Regions from separate parts of the Hordeum vulgare genome. Here regions 2 and 3 are each linked to region 1. Evidence: chromatin contacts called from public Hi-C data. All regions are on one chromosome and are shown on one strand. The core of a region is the stretch at or near the end of the contact, and the rest is flanking DNA. Distances in the headings are between cores, read along the strand shown.

What was found. A called contact is a pair of places that touch in the nucleus more often than the background predicts.
Region 2: a contact with region 1 is called in a Hi-C map of leaf, with 4 times the contacts expected there. The contact joins the promoter of LOC123443858 here to the promoter of LOC123443857 in region 1. A contact is called at or near these places in 2 of 6 Hi-C or Micro-C datasets (leaf and seedling) and 1 of 1 datasets of contacts at active chromatin or transcription factors (embryo).
Region 3: a contact with region 1 is called in a Hi-C map of seedling, with 2.2 times the contacts expected there. The contact joins the promoter of LOC123443856 here to the promoter of LOC123443857 in region 1. A contact is called at or near these places in 2 of 6 Hi-C or Micro-C datasets (leaf and seedling) and 1 of 1 datasets of contacts at active chromatin or transcription factors (embryo).

Annotation. Positions count from the first base shown.
Region 1 is chr3H:359,315,208-359,318,875 of MorexV3_pseudomolecules_assembly, reverse strand. LOC123443857 (carbon catabolite repressor protein 4 homolog 6) reads right to left here and starts at 1,761. Exons shown (of 15, transcript XM_045120395.1): 1 at 1,567-1,761; 2 at 984-1,488. The coding sequence starts at 1,626.
Region 2 is chr3H:359,695,486-359,699,153 of MorexV3_pseudomolecules_assembly, reverse strand. LOC123443858 (protein YIPF1 homolog) reads right to left here and starts at 1,569. Exons shown (of 5, transcript XM_045120396.1): 1 at 1,382-1,569; 2 at 1,192-1,312; 3 at 890-1,106. The coding sequence starts at 1,441.
Region 3 is chr3H:358,974,530-358,978,197 of MorexV3_pseudomolecules_assembly, reverse strand. LOC123443856 (V-type proton ATPase subunit c''2) reads right to left here and starts at 1,869. Exons shown (of 4, transcript XM_045120394.1): 1 at 1,619-1,869; 2 at 1,445-1,522. The coding sequence starts at 1,734.

The DNA.
Region 1 (3,668 bases), core at 512-3,011:
AGGATTTGTTTCCCGATTGATGGGCAGTTGGGCGTTTCAATCCTGGCGCCAGCTACAGCATCAACGCAAAAATGGGAACCGGGCACTTGGGATTTTTCTGTTGCACGAGATAAAGCCGTGAGTGCAGCGGACGGCTTTCTTAGCGTCCGTGATTAGCGTCTGCCGTTGAAATAGGAGGCGCTAAGTTGCTTCTCTAATTCTACGAGATTTATTTTGTTTCTCAAAGCGCCTATACAGGCGCTTTTCATTGCAGATGCCCTTAGCACATCAACTGGAACTGCCGTCTCAGAGTTCACGACTTCAAAGGCATCTATCTTGATTTGGAAATCAAATTCCAAGTTTTTCATCATGACGATAATACTAGCTATAAATGACTCAGTTGCAATCATTATTAAGGAAACTTTCAGTTATGAGATAGAGCTAGGAATAAAAATTACTATAATAAGTAAAAGAGTGAATTCCACTTTTTACCCTGTAGTTGTAAATTTGTGACACATATTACCCCATTTAGTGGAAATTCTACTGGAACATCAGATTTTAGAGACTTTTAAATGATATTACCTCAGTTTTTCATTTTGCTTGTTTGTGTTAGATAGGATCTGCATGTTGCGTAAATGATTCGTAAGAAAAATGAGTAAAGTACAAAGGGCATTATTGACCATCATGTCCAGACTTTTCTTGTCCATTTGTTCCATTCCTCGTCCTCGGCCAGATATTTTTGGATCCCACACATCAACTTACACCTTCCCTAATGGACATGCATAAAAAAAATGAGTGTCTAAAGCTTCTTAAAGGGGTATTCTAGATGAATTTCCACTTGACGGGGTAATTCGTGTCACAAATGCACATCTAGGGGGTAAAATGTGGAATTCACTCTAAGTAAAACTAGTATACTGCTTGGACTTGAGAATAATGCTCCTAAGATGGTTTTGCAACACATTGCTGCAAATAAATACAGTAAATGTTAAGCATTGAGATGGTACCAGCATGGCGCGGTGGCAGCTTCTGCACAGATCGCCACTCTCGTTTGTACTGTGCCAGCCTCGATTGCAGCTGCGGCGCCGCAGGTCGGAACCCAGCATTCCGTGGCAGGAACCCTCCATTCGGTGGCACAACTCTGTATGGCTGTGGATGCCAGTGACCGTACTGATTTGGAGTCCCGTAGCCGTACTGAGGGCCTGGGAACGGCCCCTGCGGCGGATGGCTGTAGTTGTACGGCACAAACCCGTAAGGCTGAACCTGCGGCTGCGGCTGCGGATGTGGTTGAGGTTGACCATAGCCATATCCGTACGGCGGCGGCTGGAGCTGCGGCCCGTGCCTGTACTGCGGTGGAGACGCGCGAGGACCCCCGCCGCGACGGAGGGAATCGTTGGCAGCGGGCACAGTGCTGAGGTGGGAATCGCCGCTGACGAGCTCGGCGTCGGCGTAGGCGGAAGGAGGCGGGGGGCGGGAGGAGTATCCGCGGTGAGGCCGCGAGGATCCTCGGCGCTGCAAAAGGGGAGAAGGGTAAAAGGGGTTTAGATGTCAGGGATTGATAGGGAGGAGGAAGCCCAAACGGAGATTTACGTTGTAGTGAGAGGACATCGAGGCGGCTCGACGGAGAAAAGCTGAGGGGACGACGCGCATCCCCTGTGGTCACGACGGTGGCGGCAACGGCGGGCGGCGGCCTGGGAACAGCCGCATTCGACGAGTCGCCGGGGGCGGCGGAGTTGACTGCTGGCGCGGCGACGAAGGGGACGGGAGGCGGTGTGCTGCCGACGCAACGCCGAGGCAGGAGTACTAGGCTTTCCCGACTTCCTTACACTAACTTCGTGTCAGACCCTTGATTTTCGATCGGATGGTTGGCAGGAAAATGCCTTGTATCTGCAGCAGTATTTTCTGGATTCTCTTTCCTTGTAAAAAAGGATTAGACAGTAAACTAAGCTTAAACTGAACCTTTTCAGTGATTTGTGTTTGGGAATCGTTTCTGGCCGGTGCGTCGACCGCGCGCCTGTTGACTGGGCATGTAACATTTTTTCGTTTAAATTGTTGCAACCAACGTTATTTTTGCTGTAAGCGTTATTTTTTTGCTACATCTAGTCCACTAAAAAAGCTGCATATACGTTTGGTTGCAACTTCAGTTCTTCGGATTTTTCGTTACAATCGATGTTTTTTTACTTTTGCTACAACCGTGTTAATTTTTGCTACAGCCGGCATCATTTTTTGCTATAACCGTTCACTAAAAAAGTTGCATACACGTCACGTAAATATTTGTTACAACCGGCGTTTGACTTTTGCTACCACGCACCATCAGCTTCGTTTTTTTGCTACGATCACGTAGATATTTTTTTTGCTACAAATTTTGTTTTTTGTTGCAACCGTTGAAAAATTGTTGCATCGCATCGAAATTTTGCTGCATCGGGATGAAAAATGTTGCATGGAGATCCAACGGCGCGGACGCGCAGGGGTTGGTGGATCGTGCGGCCCGCGCGCGGTTTCTGCCGGTGCGCCGGCGCAGAGCACTGCCCTTTGTGTTTTTGGCAGTCTGTATGTTTTACGATCTGAACATTTAAAACCATCAGATCTGATTTTTTATTTTTTTTGCGAATAAAAAATTTCATTGATTAAATGGGATCAAAACAGTCCTCCTTACATAAGGTATCAACCTCTACCGGCGTACAGCGAAGCCAGACGGCCGTTCGCTAATCTACATGACCAATACGGGCAAGAGCAACTTTATTCCTACTCCTGACCACATGCAATATCGCATGTTCTCCCACCTCTTTGAGGGTTCGCTTGATCTCCATTAGCAGTGCCGCGCAGGGTGATCTGTGTTGGGGAACGTCGCATGAGAAACAAAAATTTTCCTACGCGGACGAAGACCTATCATGGTGATGTCCATCTACGAGAGGGGATGAGTGATCTACGTACCCTTGTAGATCGTACAGCAGAAGCGTTAGAGAACGCGGTTGATGTAGTGGAACGTCCTCACGTCCCTCGATCCGCCCCGCGAACAATCCCGCGATCAGTCCCACGATCTAGTACCGAACGGACGGCACCTCCGCGTTCAGCACACGTACAGCTCGACGGTGATCTCGGCCTTCTTGATCCAGGAAGAGAGACGGAGAGGTAGAAGAGTTCTCCGGCAGCGTGACGGCGCTCCGGAGGTTGGTGATGACCTTGTCTCAGCAGGGCTCTGCCCGAGCTCCGCAGAAACGCGATCTAGAGGAAAAACCGTGGAGGTATGTGGTCGGGCAGCCGTGAGAAAGTCGTCTCAAATCAGCCCTAATTGCTCCATATATATAGGAGGAGGGAGGGGGGCCTTGCCTTGGGGTCCAAGGACCCCCAAGGAGTCGGCCGAGCCAAGGGGGAGGACTCTCCCCCCCCCCAAACCGAGTTGGACTAGGTTTGGTGGGAGGGAGTCCTCCTCCCTTCCCACCTCCTCCCTCTTTTTTTTCTTTTCCTTTGATTTCTTATCCTTGGCGCATAGGCCCCTTTGGGGCTGTCCCACCAGCCCACTAAGGGCTGGTGTGTCTCCCCAAAGCCTATGGGCTTCCCCGGGGTGGGTTGCCCCCCCCCCCGGTGAACTCCCGGAACCCATTCGTCATTCCCGGTACATTCCCGGTAACTCCGAAAACCTTCCGGTAATCAAACGAGGTCATCCTATATATCAATCTTCGTTTCCGGAC
Region 2 (3,668 bases), core at 320-2,819, 380 kb before region 1:
AGGCAATAAAATATGTGGCACAAATATAGTTGATAGCACCACAAAGAATACTCTGCACATATGAAGCTATTTATGGATGATCATATCCGATTATCAGTTACGATCACTTAATTGTTGTGAACCAGTACTGTCCTAACTTGATATGATTTAGGACTTGTATTATTATTTGCTGTAGCAAGGATCAGGATAGATACATTCACACCATGGTCACTATGCCACAAACTAATGAAATGAAACAGTCTACTTAATTTAACTGAACACAGATGTCCAACAAAACAGCTGAAATGAAACCTTAATGTAAGCATTTGAATATTTCAAGGCTTCTACAAATTATACCTAGGATTAAAGGAAATAATCCTAGGAAATATCTGCCACTAAACGATTAGCTTTCCATCAGGATACCACAGGAAAATGTCCAGTATTTTACACTTGTAAGAAAAGCAAACAGCAACCAATGTCACACCCCGTGCTGTGAAATAAACCCTGCTCCCTCTTCTAAAGAAAGGGCCTACCATTAGAAGACCATTTCAAGGCCAAGGAATTATCTTAACAGCATTCCGACTGTTCACAAGCATTAATCAACACTGTGGAGATCAGGTGAATCAAGAGCAATATCCCACTATACCAGAACCCAGAGCTTATGGAATGATCAGCCACAGAAGGAACTGGTTCATGAAACTAAAACCTTATTCTTAACTACTACTAGATCAACAACACACTCACATTCCACAACTAAGACGGTATATCAGGATTCATGCCCAGCAAAAACACTAAAGCATTCTAACATTTTACTAATCTTGCCACATTCATTCTCAAGCATACAGATCTTATTGTCAACAAGAGAATGAAGCAAACATATATAAAGTAGGGGGATGCGGCTAAAGCATACAGGTCGGGTTTGTCCGAAGTCTTCTCTGTGAAGTTGCCGCGGAAGGGGAAGACCGACTCCCAGATCCTCTCCACGACATCGGACGTGTCAACGTCGAAGTAGGGCTTGTAGGCCGCTACGGAGAACATGCGGAACCAGCCGCCCTGCGCGGCATCGTCCGATCCACCATCGCTACCCCTGCCTCCGCCTGCCCCTCCAACCTTGGACGAGAAGGTGTCTGCACAGCCGCTAGAACAAAGTCAGATCCACGATGGAGATCCGATGTCAGAGCAGAGAGTAGAGAGGAGGAGATCTGATTTCACCGTCTGAGTCAGTGGGCGGGCGGTAGGCGCCAGAGATCTTGCCCTTGGCTTCAGAGGGTGGGAAGGTCTGGAGGTTGGACTCGGTGAACTTGATGGTCTGCGGATCTGGCCCCGTCGCCGCCTGCGCGAGACGTGAGAGGTGAGGCGCGAGAAGAGATGAACGATGGGCGAGGGGTTGATGGGTGCTTACCGGGACGGATCCGGAGGCTTTGGGGTCGTCGAGGGCGGAGTAGCCACCGCCGGACATCATCTTGACCGGCGACAGAAACAGCCGCGGCGGAGAATCGGGGAAGGGAAGCTTCGGGGCGGAGCAAGCGTCCCGCAGCGGCAAGGCGAGAGTTAGGCCGGCCGCGTGAAGAGATGGGTAAATGTCTTCTCGGATCTTGTTGCAGCTGTTATAAACGCGCGCCTTCTTGGCAAGTGAAACAGTGTCGGGTATTCCTGTTTTTTGTTAGAAGAACCTGTTTATTTTAGAAAAAAAGACGCAATCGGTCATATACACAGGCATACATTCACTTCTATAAATGTACATATGCACATCCTATCTCTATGAGTACCTCCGAAAGACTGAGCCGTCATATTGAGATTTATGAAATCACCGTAGGCGCCTCGTCGTTGATGAAAACGTCTTCTCCACTGAAAACGTATCGCCGGAAATCCTGAAATAAATCCAGGAATAATGAAAGCACGAGGACTTGATCCCCAATAAGTTGAGATATCATTGTCTCTCTAACCATCCTACCACAGTCTCTCTCCATCCTACCACATGTTGGTTTGCACCTGTTTTTTTTTACATAAATGATGTTCTTGTTATAACTATCCGGGTTGTTTTTACGAGGTCGGCCCGTGAGCACACGTGTCCCGCACATAATGGGTCTAACCCAGCATACTATTTAAAAGGGTCGAGGTAAGGCTCACGGGCCAACATAGACGACACGTTTTTTTTTCTTAATCTCACTTGTTTTTACCAAGTTATTGGACCAAAAGGCCAAAACTAGCCCATTTAGGTGTGTGTTGGGCCTTTGAGCACCTATGGTTCATGTCATGTAGCACTTGCAGGTCTGTTTATAAGTGGGTCATGTTGTGCCGACAATAAACCCCACCTCGGCAGCCGAGCATGACACGCATGGTAAATGAGCCGACCGACATGCATGTTTTTCGGCCTTTGGGTTGTTCTGAGGCCATTTTCGCCTTTTGGGTCAATAACTTGGTAATAAAAATGAACGAGCCATGTCATGCCAGCCTGCGGACCTCGCCTCGATGGATAACCACAACACATGGCTCACCACGAGCTAGGTACGACCTATTTAGTCATGTGTCGGGCATGCATGCTCGTGGGCCGGATCAATAACAACGACCCATTTGGCCACCTATAGTTGTAACTGTTGCGATATGCCCTGGAGGCAATATTAAATGTTATTATATATTTTCACGTTCGTAATTATGTTTATGTTGTGTGCTATAATTGCAATAGTCCTTGAGTGTGTATATCCAAGAGGCTCAGATTAAAAATCATGTGCTCCTCCGACGATGGACTAGTACGTGAAAGCACAATTGCTCCCTAGGGTGGTTTTGATAATTGATCACAATATATGCATCATTGGACTAATGTGTTTTCCAAGTGTATTTTAGAAAAGTTCAAAAGATGCTATGGCTTAAGGTTTATGTGGAGATACCCCTAGATGCAAGAAAGGAATAATATTGGCTCAAGCTTCAAGCTAGAAGATTCTTTATTTTATATTTGTAAGAAATCACTTTTGAGTCCATAGGAAAGCCAATACTATTAAAAGGGGGTGAGGTAGTAAAATGAACTGATTGCTCAAATGCTCAAAGTTAGCCACCAAAACACTCAGTCATTTTTCCCACATATCCATTCTGTCAAGATCCACATACACAAATTCGGTGTCACAAACATTCCCATATCAGACCCACCGAGTTTAAACCTCAGACAGAACCCTAGCCATTCCCACCAAATCGGTGCAACCGAAACTGCATCGGTGCTACCGAGTTCAGTGTGACGAACATTCTGTTGCTAAGATACAGCAAGTCGGAATTTCTGAGTTTGAGTATCGGTGCCACCGAGTTTGGCCATCTGACCGTTAGTCACCTTTTCGGTGCCACCGAGTTCTATATATCGGTCTCACCGAGATTGGCCATCTGACCGTTAGTCACCTTTTCGGTGCCACCGAGTTTTATATATCGGTCTCACCGAGATTCAAAAGTTCACACCTTTATGCTAATCGATACCATCGAGTTTGCTCTTTTGTGTGTAACTGTTGGACTTTTGCTGTTGTCTATATATACCCCTTCACCCACCTCTCATTCGTGGGAGTAGCACTCAGAACACACACTTCATTTCCAGATCCATTTTCTGAGAGAGAACCATGTGTTGAGACCAATATATTCCAATCCAATCATTTGAAACTTGATCTCTAGCCTCCCCAAACTGCTTTCCACCAAATCAACCTCTCCTACCC
Region 3 (3,668 bases), core at 620-3,119, 340 kb after region 1:
AAATATGGTCTTGTCTACTGAAGAAATTGTGACACTGCAGAACTAACAGTCAACTAATATCTCCAATATTATTGAAGCGTATGACCTAGTGTATACATAATGGCAGTCTAGTTCCCTGATTACTATCAGACTAGTGTTTGTTGTTGAAGCATATGATCTAGTGTATACAAAATGGCAGTCTAGCTCCCTGGTTACTATCGGACTTGGTTTGTTATTGTTGTTGTTGTTGTTGTTGACTAAATCTGTATTATTGGTTGGACTACACAGAATGTGAAATATGGTCTGGTCTACTGAAGAAATTGGGACACTGAAGAACTAACAGCCAACTAGTATCTCCAATATTATTGAAGCATATGATCTAGTGTATACAAAATGGCAGTCTAGCTCCCTGGTTACTATCAGACTAGTGTTTCTCCAATACATCATATGAACTCACATCCTTCTTCCTCTAACGACATAGAGGGTGTTTGTGCTACATCCAATTGTAGATGTAGAGCCAAAACACTAGTTTTCCTTTGTTATACTGCCTACCATTCTAACGAACATGCCCTCCAACAAAACAAGAGAAGAATAAAAGCCACAAACACAGGTTCAATGACGAATCAAATTATAAAGACAAACTAAGGAACTAGACCAGATCCCACACGACCACTGTAAGAACTTGATGGGCCTAACATAACAGAGGAACCGCAAAACAAACAAAAGAAAATAAGCCTCCTGCTTTGACTTTCTATCTATCATGATTCCAGTAGAAGTTGATAGCAGTATCTGGCCTTCGTGCGTTGCCAGCATGCAGAGCGTTTGTCACGACTTACATAACGGTTAAATTGGTTTATTAAAACGAGACGGTTAAATTGGTTTATTAAAACGAGACTAAACAAGTGCGAAATGTGAGGATTCAGGATGGGTGACTGACACAACAATGGACATACGGACCTATATCCAAATTAGGCGTGTCTGACATAACCACGAAAATTTCTTCACAGGCAACAACAATTGCACGCCCTTGTCTTTGGCATTTGTTAGAATATCATCAGTGCATTTACCCATGGATAGTTTGCAATGAGATAATGTCCGATTCTTCCTACTAAGAGATGTAAGTCAACTAATCGTATAAACACCGAAAGTGATTCACCATGGAAGGAATATCAGCCCCTCCAAGCTAGTTGAATAATTTACCATCAGAAGCAAGGTGGTTTGCTCTACTCAAACATCGGACGCTTAATTTCATGTAACACAATGCTAACTAACAGAAGAAACAATGGCCAATCCATCTCCTGGACGCAACCACGCATCATCAAGTTTAAGGTAGACAAAAGTCAAGAGCTCACAGCCCAGAGCCCACCCACCAAGCAAGGCCAAATCTAGCTACCGCAGTGCAGAGGAGACGGCGTCGAGACAAATCAGGCCCACCAGGTTAGCAAGGCTCCAGAGATTCCCTCACCTGATGAGGTTCTTGGAGGTGATCCTGGGCGCCTTGATGGCGGCCCCGATGAGGCTGCTCCCCGTGATGAAGATCCCCCTGACAGCAGCAAAACCACAGTGGGGCAGTATGAGAAGATGCGCGCAGCAGATCCAGCGAGGCGATGCCCGGAAGGGGGGGAAGATTAGGTCTCACCATGCTGCGCCGAGGACAGAGACGCCGATGGAGACGGCGATGCCGATGGCGGAGAAGGTGTAGGGCGAGATATGCACGAGCGCGCGCGCCCACGACGACGAGTAGTCCGACGACATCCTCCCACCACGATCTCCACCGGTGCGCGCTCGGTGCTGGATCGGGGATTTTCTTTCTCTCTCTTTGGGATGGTTGGATCGGTGACTGGGGAAGGAGAGAGAGTCGGGGTGCGATGGAGGAGAAGATGTGTGCGTGGTCTGCACGGGGACCAACCAGCCTTGCTGGGGCCAGAAGGTATGCGCTCCGTCCGATCTGGTTATGGACGGCGCAGAGGAGATCGTATATTTCTTTATTGTTTTGCGGGAGAGGGGATCGTGTCAGTCCGGGTCACGTGCTAGTCTTGAGGGGGGCTCCTAATCACCGCATGGAGCGATGGACTGCGAGCAAACACGCAGCCACACTCCTGCGGCTCGCCCCGGACGCGGTCGCATTCCTTTTTTTTTTTTGCTTTTTATTTACTAAATTAATAAAATGTTTACCAAAGTTAATAATCATATAAGAATTTTAAAGAAAATATTCTAGAAATATAAAAAACGTTAGTGAATTTATAAAAATATTTCAAAAAGTTTTTGAAGATTCTGAAAATAGTTGAAAGTATGAAAATGTCCATGGTTTGAAAAAATAGGTTCATGAATTCATAAAATATTAGTAAAGTTGAAAAATATTCAGGAATTCAAATAAATTTAATAAATTTATTAAATAATCATGAATTTAAAAATGTTCAAAAGGTGTTCATGTATTTAATAAATGTTCATGAATACAAAATTTGTCACAAATTTCAAAAATGTTCATGATTTTCAAAAATGGTCATGGATTCATAAATGTTCATGGTTTCAAAAATTGTTCAAGAATTCCAAAAATATTCACGAATTTTAAAATGTTCGCGTTTCAAAAGAAGTTTGTGAATACAAAAAGTCTTCTAAGATTAAAAAATCACAAATTTTAAAATTGTTACTGAATTCAAAATATATTAGTGATTTCCTAAAACATTGAAGAACTTAAATTATATTCACGAATTCCAAAAATGTACGCCAATTTGAAAAGAAATCATGATTTAAAAAATATTCATTAATGTATTCATGATTTTGAATCACATATTTATAAAAATGTCTATACATTTAAAAATATATTTGTAAACATGGAAAATATTCACTATTTAGAAAAGTATTCAGAAATAAAAAAATGTTAGCAACTTCACAAAATGTTCACAAATTGAAAAAATGTTCACATATTCAAAAAATGTTCGTAATTTCAAAATATGTTTGTGAATCTGAAAAAGGATCATGCATTTGGTTTATATATTCAAAGATATTCCTCGAAAAAAATGTTTGTGAATTCATAAATTGTTCACGATTCCAAAATTAGAAAAAAAAATGGAAAAAATAAGTAAAAAAAATAAAAATAGAAAGAAGGATAAAAAAAGGCACGCAAGGTTATATAAGCTTCCTAAAACCAGTGTAAAACAAATATTAAAAGAGCATAAACTGGCTGGCCCATATAAGCATTGGAATATGTGTTACGTGCCTAACGAGCGACCTACACGGTAAATAGGAACCTTGAGACGCTGCAAGACCAATAGAAAAAGGCAAGCTTACATAGTTGGTGGACTCGTGGTGGTGAGTCGAGTAAGCATATCAATAAACCAATCTCCCTCTAAAAACAATTGACCAATCGATCGGGCCTGCATAAATAAGGAAACAAAATTGATCATATCTAGGAGTTCATCTCGGACGGGAAACTATAATCTATGTTAAGATTTGGTTGTGTCATTATTGATTACTAGTTAAATGCTCCGTGCGTTATTGATTACTAGTTAAATGTCCCGTGCGTTTTCACGAGACAACAAAACAATGTTTCTCTAATTGTATTTGTCCCACTTCATCTCTTTCCCACATGGTCCTATTTTCTCAAACATGCATACCCCACCTCCTCCCCTTTTATCTTGGTCTACTAATTTTCTCTAGCTTTGGTATCATCACTCTTCTTCGCTCCA